2 separate regions of the Lactuca sativa genome follow, and region 1 is linked to region 2. The links are chromatin contacts, called in public Hi-C maps. All regions are on one chromosome and are shown on one strand. Each heading gives the region's core, a stretch centred on a gene start, on an enhancer-like site or on the middle of the called end of the contact. The rest is flanking DNA. Distances are from core to core; before and after follow the strand shown.

Evidence for each region. A called contact is a pair of places that touch in the nucleus more often than the background predicts.
Region 1: a Hi-C map of leaf shows a contact between it and region 2, with 6 times the contacts expected there. The contact joins the promoter of LOC111898372 here to the promoter of LOC111898392 in region 2. A contact is called at or near these places in 2 of 4 Hi-C or Micro-C datasets (both in leaf).

Annotation. Positions count from the first base shown.
Region 1 is chr5:72,239,190-72,245,223 of Lsat_Salinas_v11, reverse strand. It overlaps LOC111898372 (ribose-phosphate pyrophosphokinase 1), which reads right to left and starts at 2,285. Exons shown (of 9, transcript XM_023894292.2): 1 at 1,988-2,285; 2 at 1,275-1,448; 3 at 937-1,185; 4 at 705-848; 5 at 437-604; 6 at 116-185. The coding sequence starts at 2,071.
Region 2 is chr5:72,063,445-72,069,279 of Lsat_Salinas_v11, reverse strand. LOC111898392 (receptor-like protein EIX2) reads right to left here and starts at 2,939. Exons shown (of 1, transcript XM_023894315.1): 1 at 1-2,939. The coding sequence starts at 2,939.

The DNA of each region.
Region 1 (6,034 bases), core at 1,036-3,535, 180 kb before region 2:
CGTTTGTTTGGTTTTTTTTTTTTTGGAAGGAATGGAATCTATCAATATATATATATATATATATAAGGAGGGTATTTTAGTCTTTTAATAAAAATAATCCATCTCCAATCCATACCAGCAGTGTCGATCATGTCATCCACCATAACTGCTACTTTACCCTTTACATCACCAATCAAATTCATTACCTGCAACCCCATACATACAACTTTCATATATGGGTATTTTCGTCTTTTTAACAAATTAAGGATGAAATTAAAATCCAGTTCCTACAAACTTGGAAGGAATGGTAATCATTAACCAAAGTCCCCATGGAATAGAATCTGGAATTGAACATTTACATTTTACATTATATGATGTTGGGCAACAAAACATGAGGTTTTTTTCTTCAAGGTCAATTTTGTAATTTGCGAAGCAATAAAAAAAAAAGTAAAATTACTTCTGCCACATTGTGGCCATGACGCCGCTTATCAACAATGGCCAAAGGTGCATCTGATAATTTTTTGGCAAAAGCTCTTGCTCTAGCAACTCCACCAACATCAGGTGACACCACTACTAAATCATCAGTTTTAATTGTCTTGCTTGCAAGGTAATCAAGTATCACAGGCTGCTTATCCCAAAAAAAAAAAAAAATCTCAAAATGTAGTTTCATTTTAAAAAATAATAATAATAATAATAATAAAGAATTAAAAAAGTAGTCTGATTACCTGACCATGTACATGATCAACTGGAATGTCAAAATACCCCATTGATTGCCCAGAGTGAAGATCACAAGCAAGAACTCGATCTGCTCCTGCTTCTGTTATCAGATTTGCAACAAGTTTAGCTGCAATTGATTCACGCCCTTGAGTCTGAATCCATCAATTGCATAAAAACAAATTATATATATAAATATGTTAAATTTATAAATTTACAGTCGAATTTATAATGCAAAGTTACCTTTCGATCAGCTCTTGCATATCCAAAGTATGGAATAACTGCAGTGATAGTTTTTGCAGATGCTCTGCGACATGCATCTATCATGATCAAAAGCTCCATAAGATTCTCATTTGCAGGAGGACATGTTGGTTGTACAAGATACACATCACACCCTCTAACACTCTCACGTAACTGAACATATATTTCTCCATCAGCAAAACGTTTTATGTCAATCTTTCCAAGGTCTAAACCCATGTAACATGCAACTTCCTATCAAATACAACAAAACTCAATCAACATACACATTTGAAATGAGTGATACCCAACAAAAGATATAGAAACAATTGACCAAATTGTACCTCGGATAATAAAGGATTTGCAGTGCCTGAAAAGATCCGAAGTCTGTTGTCATCTTTTTTTGTTGGAATTCTCTCGAATTGATTCAAATTCAAGAAATTAGGCATTGTTTCTTGCTCGTTGGTGAGGATTTGTGTATTCAACCTCCCGTTTTCTTTAAAATTCACCCTGCAATTCTGCTTCCATGACACTAGAGTTAACACGCATATAACATTGTGCAATCATTAGTTAACAAGCATGCTACTATTTGTATGTTACAGTGAATTATTTATTATCTCCTATCTATACAGGACTATTTTGAATCAGATAACATTTCTTTAAGTGAATCAACAGATGGGAACTAGAATTCTTCTGTGTGTCCATATATATAGAAACACAGACATAAAAATACACACATATCATAGATGCACAGATTTTCAGGTGATCGTGTAATGTCTAGAAGCTAATTGAAGATGTTCATCCTTTCTTCTTCATTTGAAAGAAATGAACTTCTGTAAATAGATTATTAATCCCATTTCTATATAGCGGAGATATATAAATAACATACACAGATATTTTTAAAAGCTACTGATAAACAAACAGTGAAAATACTTGAACGCAACGAATCTTTGTATAGAGTTAAAGCAATTTATGAAGTGTTTATACATAGATATGAATCGGAACCAAACTTTGAAGTGTTTGCCAAAAGTAAACTGAAGAGACAGTAAAAACTCACAATTACGCCGTTTCTAGCGGGGATTGCAGAGCTAAATTTGTTCGTAGCTGCGAGATTCGCTGAAGAAAACGCAAGAGAAGCCATCGGCTGTTGGCGAGAAACTGATTACACTATCGGTATTATGTGCGTGTTAGAAAGAGCAGCCAGGATTTAGGGTTTTGGAGTATACGTGAGGTACTGAGTAGTTAAAGTTGTGGTAAAGGACTAAAGGGGGTAATGGCGTATAAACAGGACAGTTGCAAAAAGATGTTGGTTATTGGTTAGCCAACGAGGATCTATTGAAAATTTCCAGCTTTTGATAAGTGTGTTTGGATAGTTGAAAACTTTAAATTTGATCGTTTCTTTTCCTACATTTTGTTTTGCTTTTGGTTTGGAAATAGAAATACAAAAAAAAATGAAATTGCTTAAGACTTAAGGGATAATGACTTGAAAGGGTAACGAACTTTCGACTTTTGTCACATTTAGTCACTAAAATTTTTTTCGTTATCTATTTGTCATTGAACTATTGAAATTGTTCATATTTTACCCTTATGACCGGCTATTACCGGTCATAAGGGTAAAATGTAAACAGTTTCAACAGTTTAGTGGCAAATAGATAATGAAAAAAAATTTAGTGACTAAATGTGAACAAAATTGAAAGTTCGTTTCCCTCTAAAAAGTTCAATGACTAAATGTGAACAAACTTCCTATTGTATTATGTTTTAGCAAATTATTTATTTTTGTTTAATAGTAGCAACATTTGTTGATGAAGAAATCTATGAAATAAAAAAAACAAAATGTAACATCCGGATTTACAGGTATCATAATTTAAGTATTTTTCTTTTGAGTTAAGAAGAGAGACTCGACGAGTTGACGCCTCAACTCGTCGAGTAAGGTCGCGACTGATGACTCAGATTAATGAATGGACTCGACGAGTCGGTGAGGCGACTCGACGAGTCCGCATTGTTGGCAGAAACTCTAAATCTTTGGGCCCGAGCCATAGTTAAAGGCACTTATGACCTTCAATTGCGACTACCTTTCCCATAAGTGAGAACCCTAGCGAGCTTGAGTGTGTAGAGTGAAAGAAAGAGCTATCTTGAGCTTTTTGGTGTGATAGATCTGGACCCTTCTAGGTCCATAGAGCCGAGAATATGAAGCTTTAGTAGAGTAAACCTTGGGGTTCGAAGTTAGGAAGCATTTATAGGATTTTTATGGTATATATAGTTATTTTCATCTTACACATAGATATGAAGTATTTTATATAAATTACGTGCTATGTATGCATATTATTTGAATACGTGTTGTCTATGCTGGATGAACGATTTTATACATGTTTTAAAAAATTTAAACGGTATATTTATTTTATATCTACAAATATGTTGCGGATGAAACATGGGTAGATGAAATAGTTGGTGTGTGATGAAATAAAACGATGAGAGATAGGTGATGATAAAAAGGTGATGATAATTAGGTAAATCGATGATGATGAATATGTGATGTAGGATGAAAGGAGATACCATAACCTTAACCGACAATGTGGCGATGTCGTCATCTATCAGAGTATAGATGGCGACCACAAACTATTCTAGACAACTCAGTGGAAACATCAGCAGACCCATAACCTGTAGGTGATGAATTACGAGTTCAGGCGATGTTGTAACTACGTATTCATGCGATGATACTCTAACCCCTTACTATGAATTACGAGTTCAGACGATGTTGTAACTACATATTCATGGGATGTCACAAATTCCGCATGCCAAACTAATGGTCAAAATTCACATCAATGAGAATGGTTCATTTTTTTGTAAAACCAAAATCAGATTGGAAATTTTGATTTTTTATTTTGGAAAATGTCAAACCATTGGTTTTTTATTTCGGTTTTGGTTTTTTGTTTTTTTTAAATATAATTTCAGGGTTCAGTTTTTTTTTTTTTTTATTTCATAGATTTCTTCATCAACAAATGTTGCTAGAATTTAACAAAAACAAATAATTTGCTAAAACATAATACAAGAGAAAGTTTGTTCACATTTAGTCATTGAACTTTTTAGAGGGAAACGAACTTTCAATTTTGTTCACATTTAGTCACTAAACTTTTTTTCGTTATCTATTTGCCATTGAACTATTGAAACTGTTCACATTTTACCCTTATGACCGGCAACAGTCGGTCATAAGGGTAAAATGTGAACAGTTTCAATAGTTCAATGGCAAATAGATAACGAAAAAAAGTTTAGTGACTAAATGTGACAAAAGTCGAAAGTTCGTTATCCTTTCAAGTCATTATCCCAAGACTTGATGGCTTAAGCCTTTCATTTAAACCCGTAAAAAGGAGTGCAATAGAAAACATGTTGTAGGTTGAAAATCGTAATTTCCTATATCATAGGGGTGAGGTTTTTATCGCGAGTTATATACAAGAGTCTATTTTACTTTTTCTATAGACTTTGAGACCTAATTCCAAACTTAAGCAGGTTTAACATGTCTTTTGTAACACTCTATTTCAATATGTTTCTTAATCCACAGTTTGTGGGCCCTAATCGATCAAGAAAAAGCTTTAGGCTTTGAGGAAGTAAATTTTAGACCTTATTGAAGGATGTTAATATTGGTCTGAGATCTAAGCTCTTTGATTTGTGTGTTGGAACCAAAGGGTAAAATAGGAAAAGTTATATGTCAGGATTTTTGCATGGATTATGGTTTTAGTTCGGCATGTGTTAAGCCAAAAGTAACTAGATAGAATTGTGGGGCTCTACAATACCTTTATGTGCATATAAAGAACCCTAAAAATGGAGTTGAAACGAAGAAGATATGGTTGTTTGAAGTTAAATTGGAAGTTGGGGGTTTTGCCCTACGCAAGGCGTAGATGCTGAATGAGGGATGCATTTTTATTAATCTACGCATGGCATAGGTTTTGCTACGCAGGGCGTAGTCGTTGCTGATCAAAACCTTAACCCTAAGGTTTTGGGCCCTATTTAAGGGCTCTGGCTTCTTAGAACCTTTCCCATTACCAACCTTTAGTACCTCATATCGTTCCTTTGAAACCCTAGCCACCAATTATGAGTTTTGGAAGCATTAGTGTGATTTTTGTTTGCATTCTTGAAGAAGGAGTTCATTAGAGAAGCAAGTGTGAGCTCCAAGCTTTGAAGATCCATACTTTGCACTTCATCACCTATCTCCAGGAGGTATAAAGCTTGCATCTTGATGTTTCTTTTGTTAGATCTAATTAGTGATAAGATTAAAACTAATAAGATCGATAGATTCAAAACAGGTAGAATAATTAAACATAAAAAAAGGAGATCAAAGTTATGCTGAATGATTAATAAGCACTGCCTTAGAAGAGCCCGACTAAGAACTGCTAATGTAAAGGCAATGTAGGGTTACAAGAAGATCGATACAAAACATGGTGCATGCATGTACTATAAATACCCTAACCCTAGCACAATAAAGAAGCCAGGTGGACAGGCCCAACTTGTTATGGACTATAACAATACAATACAAAATTGACACAACACAATATAGCCCCAACAATCTCCCCATTTGTGTCAATTAGGAAGGCAGATTCTTCATTGTTGTTGGTGTCTCTGAACTGTAAAGAGTTTCGACATTATGCTCAGCAGTGTCTTGCGAACCTGGATATACCAATTGATCATATCCGAGAAACATTTCTTGTCTACGGCACTGTTTGCTTTGTTTTTATTCATCATCTCCATAATGTATTCAAGGCATGATGTGGAGAAAAGATACTTATCAGGTAGATAGAAGCAAGCTTTGTGAAAATCAACATCAGGCCTTTCTCGAATTTGAAATGCCATACACCATCCATCCTTTGGTATTCTGCTCAACTTCATTTTGTCAAAATCTTTAGGAGCTTCCTTGGGAAACACGGTTGGCTTCCTTCGCAGGACCGCAACAATTTTAACATCCATTCTTCCAACCTCCGGTATGTAAGAGATCAGCATCCTCTTAAGATATGCAACGATGGGTTCAAACTTCTTTTCATCTCTCATCAACAAATTAAGTAGCAAAATCCAATCATACGGGTTCAGGCATGGAAGATCTGCGAGAGTAAACTCG
Region 2 (5,835 bases), core at 1,690-4,189:
AACTCCACTCTTAAAAGAACCCAATCTTTGACAACATTCAAGAATCCATAATACGCATGTCTCCATGACTCTTTTAGAACCAACGACCCATAAAAACCCCAAAACCCAAACGCAAAACCAGCCACAATGCCAAAAATGAACCCCTTATTTATTATCTTATCATCATCATCAGATTTTTGTTCAGTAACTCCATCTGGGTTTCCACTGTTTGTCTCATCACCAGGGCATACGTTTTTCAGTGGAACCCCACAAAGTGCAAGATTTCCAGCGTATGATGACACGTCAAAGCTCTGTAACTGCGTCCCTTTCGGGATTCTTCCCGACAAGTTGTTGAATGACAAATCCAACACCCCAAGATTACTCAATTCCGAAAGGCTTGTAGGGATTCCACCAAGAAGGTCGTTTCTCGATAGATCAAGAAAATCCAACTGTCTCAATCGACCGATGTCTTTGGGTATTGATCCAATTAAGCTGTTTCTTGAAAGATTCAAGGCAATGAGAGCCGAAAGACTCGTGATTTCACTTGGGATTTCGCCCGTTAGTCTATTGGAAGAAAGATCAAGGCTAACGACAAGACCCAATGTCTTTTGGTACTCCGATTGCCTTCCTTTCCATTGCAGTAATGCTTTAAACACAACCCTAGCTGTGATAATCAGTCTGCTTTGATCCAACCCGATTGCGTTGTACTCAATACTTGCTTGCAGTATCCCTTTCTCCCTCATTATCATCCCCGAAATGTTATTGAGGCATTTCGGTATTTTCCAGGTGATATCGTTAACTGAGAGGTCTAAAATTTGAATGTTCTTGAGCTTACATAAGCTTGTAGGAATGGTTCCATTGAACCGATTTGATGGTAAGCTAAGAACAAGCAACATTGCAAAGCTTTCCCCTAACCATTCAGGTATATTACCCGATATTTCATTTTCTCCAAGATCAAGAAGTAGCAATGAAGTGCAGTTTTGTAAGGACGTAGGCAGCTCCCCGATCAAGCTATTGCCTCGTAAACTCATCATTTTAACAAACTCGAGAGCCCCAATCGAGTCGGGAACTTTCCCGATAAATCCATTGTTTTCAAGGTTGAGAATATTCAGGTTATTAAGGTTGTTCCAGCAGTTTGGAAGCTCTCCCGACAGTTTGTTATTAGAAAGATCAAGGTGGCTTAAACTAGTTAGGTTACACAAGGAAGAAATGAGCCCTGAGAACATGTTGTCGTTGAGCTTTAGAGTAACGGTGTCAAGAGGAAACAACGGCAAGTTACCCGAGAAGTTGTTTGAGCTCATATCGATTAAAGGTCGGTTACCAGATATAAAATCCAAATCCGGAATCATTCCATGGATCTGGTTGGAGGAGAGATTTAAGTAACGAATGCCCGGAATCAACGACTCCCAGAACCAACTGGGGACGGAATCATTGATTCCGGCGTTAGATATATCAAGCACGGAGAAATTCGTTTGAGTTCTTAGCCATCCCGGGAAAGAACTCCCGAGTTTGCAGGATGACAACGAGATGGTTTCGAGTTGAAAAGTAGCAGACCAATCGGAACCGATTTCTAAATCCAACGAATTAAACGACAGATCGAGGTAAGTCAAACGAGAAAGATTAGCTACATGCGTTTCAGATATCGTTCCTTGAAAGAAATTAGAAGATGCGCCCAAAGACTCGAGCTTGGAGAGTGGCTCTAACTTTTCAGCTAGAGTTCCATTTAATAGGTTTCTCTCAAAATACAATTCCCGCAAAGAAGCAAAAACAGAAAGATTAGGGAGAAATCCATTGATACGGTTATCCGCCAAATCAAGGATGAAAAGATTCGAGATTTTTTCAAATTTTTGTGGGAAAGATCCGTTCAACTGATTGCGTCCAAGGAGCAGTTCCTTGAGAGACGTGAATGTTGTAAAATCAGGTAAATTACCAGTAAATTGATTGTCATATAAATCCACAACTTGTAATGTCCTCTGTGGACCTAAACCAGAGAGTTTATCGAAAAAACTAGGAAGATCTTGATTCAGATTGTTCCCAGATAACACAAGTTCCCGAATGTTGGTCATGTTCCGAAATGAGCTTGGGATACCACCTTGGAGGCCATTGTTGGTCAAATCTAGGGTTTGGAGGTTTTTAAACATACCAAATGCTTCAGGAATGATACCAAGTAGCTTATTGTTAGATAGATCGATGTAAGTAAGGGTGCTGCTAAAATTGAATAACCAAGGGTATATCATAGAGTTTGGAAGATCGTTATAACTTATATCAACAACTGATAAGTTTGTCATGGAACGAACAAATGATTTGTCAGTGTTATTTGGAAGTAAGCAGTTTGCAAGGTGCAACTCTACAAGGGAGGGCAATCTGATGGCGTTATTGAGTAACCCAACAGATTCACTCAAGTCTATATAACTTAGATTTAGGTATTTGAGAGAGGAAAGACGAGAGAGCCAATCTGTGTTCTTCATCACCACAGGTGTAGCTAACAGATCAAGAGTTTGTAAGCTGGAAAGATTGCCTAATTGATGCGGAAAATTTGATGAAGTTAACTCAATGTTAGCGAGTTTGAGGTGTTGTAGGCTGTTGAGGGAACCAAGGAAGTTTGGGATACGAGTGAAACTGTTTCCACTCAAATCTAAATATGTCAAAGAATTTAATGAAAGCAATGAAGAATCAATTTCACCACTGAGACTAAGTAATTGTTCGAGTTCATCTGACCAGACTGCAGGAAGATCAAGTTTAATGACTTGGTCAGTGTTGTTGTTGCATCCTACGCCTCTCCATTTACAGCAATCTCGTGAAGCGTTGTTATTTCTCCATGATTTGAGAAGGGCGTAATCGTCCGTGAGCCCTTTTTTGAATTCCAAGAGTGCCCTTCGGTCACGCTCCACGCACCTTGTTTCAGCATAGTTGAGGTTGCTGCATATGAAAAGGAGAAGGAAATATAGGAGGAGATGCATGAGTGATGAATTTGGTTTCAAGAAATTAATTAAAAGGAGTATGAGATTAATAGTGTTGAAGCTCCTAATTAATCTTTGTGCTATTATATATTTATAGAGTTATGGGGAACATTCTGTTGTTCATATTATAAGACTAACATGGGATAATGACAAAATAGAGTTGACTATGGAGATTCTTCTCCAATTCCAAAATGTCAAAGGGACATCCTCTTCACAAAACCTTTTTTATTTTTATTTTTATTTAAACATATAACTAATAATCATGCATACGTAAGACATATTCCGAGTACCAGAATTCACGTCAATTAGAATGAAACAACGTGTCATCACCTGTGCTTTTAAAAGAAGATAAGTTGTAAGTGGCAAGGAACCCTTTTTGAGGTTTCAGTTTGGCTATTATGTGTAACATTCTACACTTAGGTGCCGTTTGTTTTTTCTAAAAAACTTCTTCTAACCACTTATTGTTGCGTCGTTCAGCACACGCACATCACTTAGTCATTCGCAGCTGTTTGTTTTTTAAAAGACGTCTGACTTAAAAATTGTTGTGTGTGTGCTGCGTGGCGCAACACTTGACCCTCTGCTTCAAACCTCTTCACACATTACTTTAACTTATTTTAATAGTCTGCAGAGGTTAAAAAACAAACAAATTTTTTATTATATGTTGCAGCCGTTTGGTCCTCCTCTTCTGCCACAAAGGGTTGCAGAGATGGTCCACTGACTCGCTTCGCTTCGAAAAACAAACGACACTTTAGAGATTGAGAAATCTGGAAAAGCTAGAGCCTAGAAGATATATGACCTAAATTTATTTGTGACAATACCTGGTGGCTGCTTTTGCTTGACCTCACACACACCTCAACCATGTGAGGTTTTAATAAACTATGCTTAGAATCATGTGCAGATGTGTTACAAGGAATGAGATAGGACCTTCCTTGGATAAAACCACTTCATAAGTATACTGTATATAACATATATAAAAGATTCTAAAATACTAAAATAAAAAGAGGAGATCGAATAGAAAAGGAAATTAAAAAATGGTATGTTATACCTTCGTTTGGAATAGCACTAGAATTCATGTCAAGTAGCATGAAACAAGTCAGGTTAAGTTACCCGAAATTTAATTATTCAAGTCGGTGGGAATTCACATCTCCCACCGGTAATGCCTTATTGAGGCTATATTAATCTCCTTTTCATTTCAACTCTCACAACCTAAACATTTTGACATGGTTCACGGATTTCAAAAGAATTTGGAAGACTTGAAATGCAAATTTCGGCAAAAATCACAGTTTCGTTGACAAAACTAAATGATTTTGAATTTTTAAATTCCATTAAATTACGTTCGTGTGAGAAAATTAATTATTTTTTTGGCTAAAAGTTCAGATTCTATATTCTATTTTTTATGTTATACTATAAATACAAAATATCTTTTCGCCTCCTTTTTATTTACGATAATTCATCAAATTAACGATATTACCATCACCTCTCCCACGCCTCACCCACCCACTAACAAGACCTCATACCTACCCCCACCCCACAAGCTCATATCGATAAGCCCATCCCAGGTTGAATGTCAATAATGGCCCCTAAAATCACTAGAACATGATCATTGATATGAGTATGGGATATACATGCCAGAGAAATCCTTAGGGTGTGTGGATTGTCAGATTCTTTTTCTCATGTGTCAAATGATATGTATTTAGATGGATTTGAATTTAGAAGGTTTTCAAAATCTATTGTGTTTAATTTATAAAGTCTGAACAAAATCTTTTTATAATCTCGTTTGTTTTACAAAAGACTTAGGGCATGTTTGACAAAACTTGATAGCTGGTAGTTTGTGGCTGGAAGTTGAAAGTTGGTAGATAGTAGCCGATGGTGGGTAGTAGGTAGTTGGAAGGTGTAACTTTTATTTGTAAATGTAAATAAGTATTTGGCAAAAATTGTTGAAAGCTTTTAAAATATGTATAATTACATAAAATACTTTGTATAAAAATACAAGATTAGTTTTGTTAAGAGTAATGTAGTAATTTTGTTATAATAAGCAATAGTTTTTTGTTAAACGTTACTTGAAAATAAGCAACTTTTGGATTTTGAGTTTTTTATTTAAAATAAAAACTAAAACCTTCTACCGACAAACAATTTTATTTTTCTGAGTTTTTGTTAAAACCTAAAAGCTCCCAAAAACTTTGTACCTGTTTGACATGTATCTTCCCATAACTGATTTCATTGAACAGGAATGAATAAATATACAATACATTGGGCCTTAGGCCAATATACAAGATCAATACAAACGGACTAGTTATCTGTCCAAATATAAAGCAATACACAAGAATATATATATATATATATATATATATATATATATATATATATATATATATATATATATATATATATATATATACACGCTAATACCCCCCGCAGTTTGAGCGGTAGTTAACGTCCAAACACTTAAATTGTTCCTGAAATCTGTGAAGAGAGAAGAAGGCAGCCCTTTAGTGAACATGTCCGCATATTGAAGACTCGAAGGGACGTGCAGGACACGGATTTCACCGGTGGCAACTTTGTCTCTGACGAAGTGAATGTCTATCTCGATGTGTTTCGTCCTTTGATGTTGTACTAGATTCATAGAAAGGTACACGACACTGATGTTATCACAATACCCAATGGTTGTCTTAATTAGGAATGGAGGTATGAAGCTCACGAAGAAGATTTCGAAGTCAGCAAGATTCGGCAACCACATTGGCAACGCACGATATTCGGCTTCGGCACTTGATCTGGAGACCGTTGGTTGATGTTTTGAAGACCATGAGATCAAGTTATCGCTTAAGAAAACATTATGACCACTAGTAGATCTACGAGAAGAAGGACAACCGCCTCGGTCAGCATCTGAGTAGGCAAT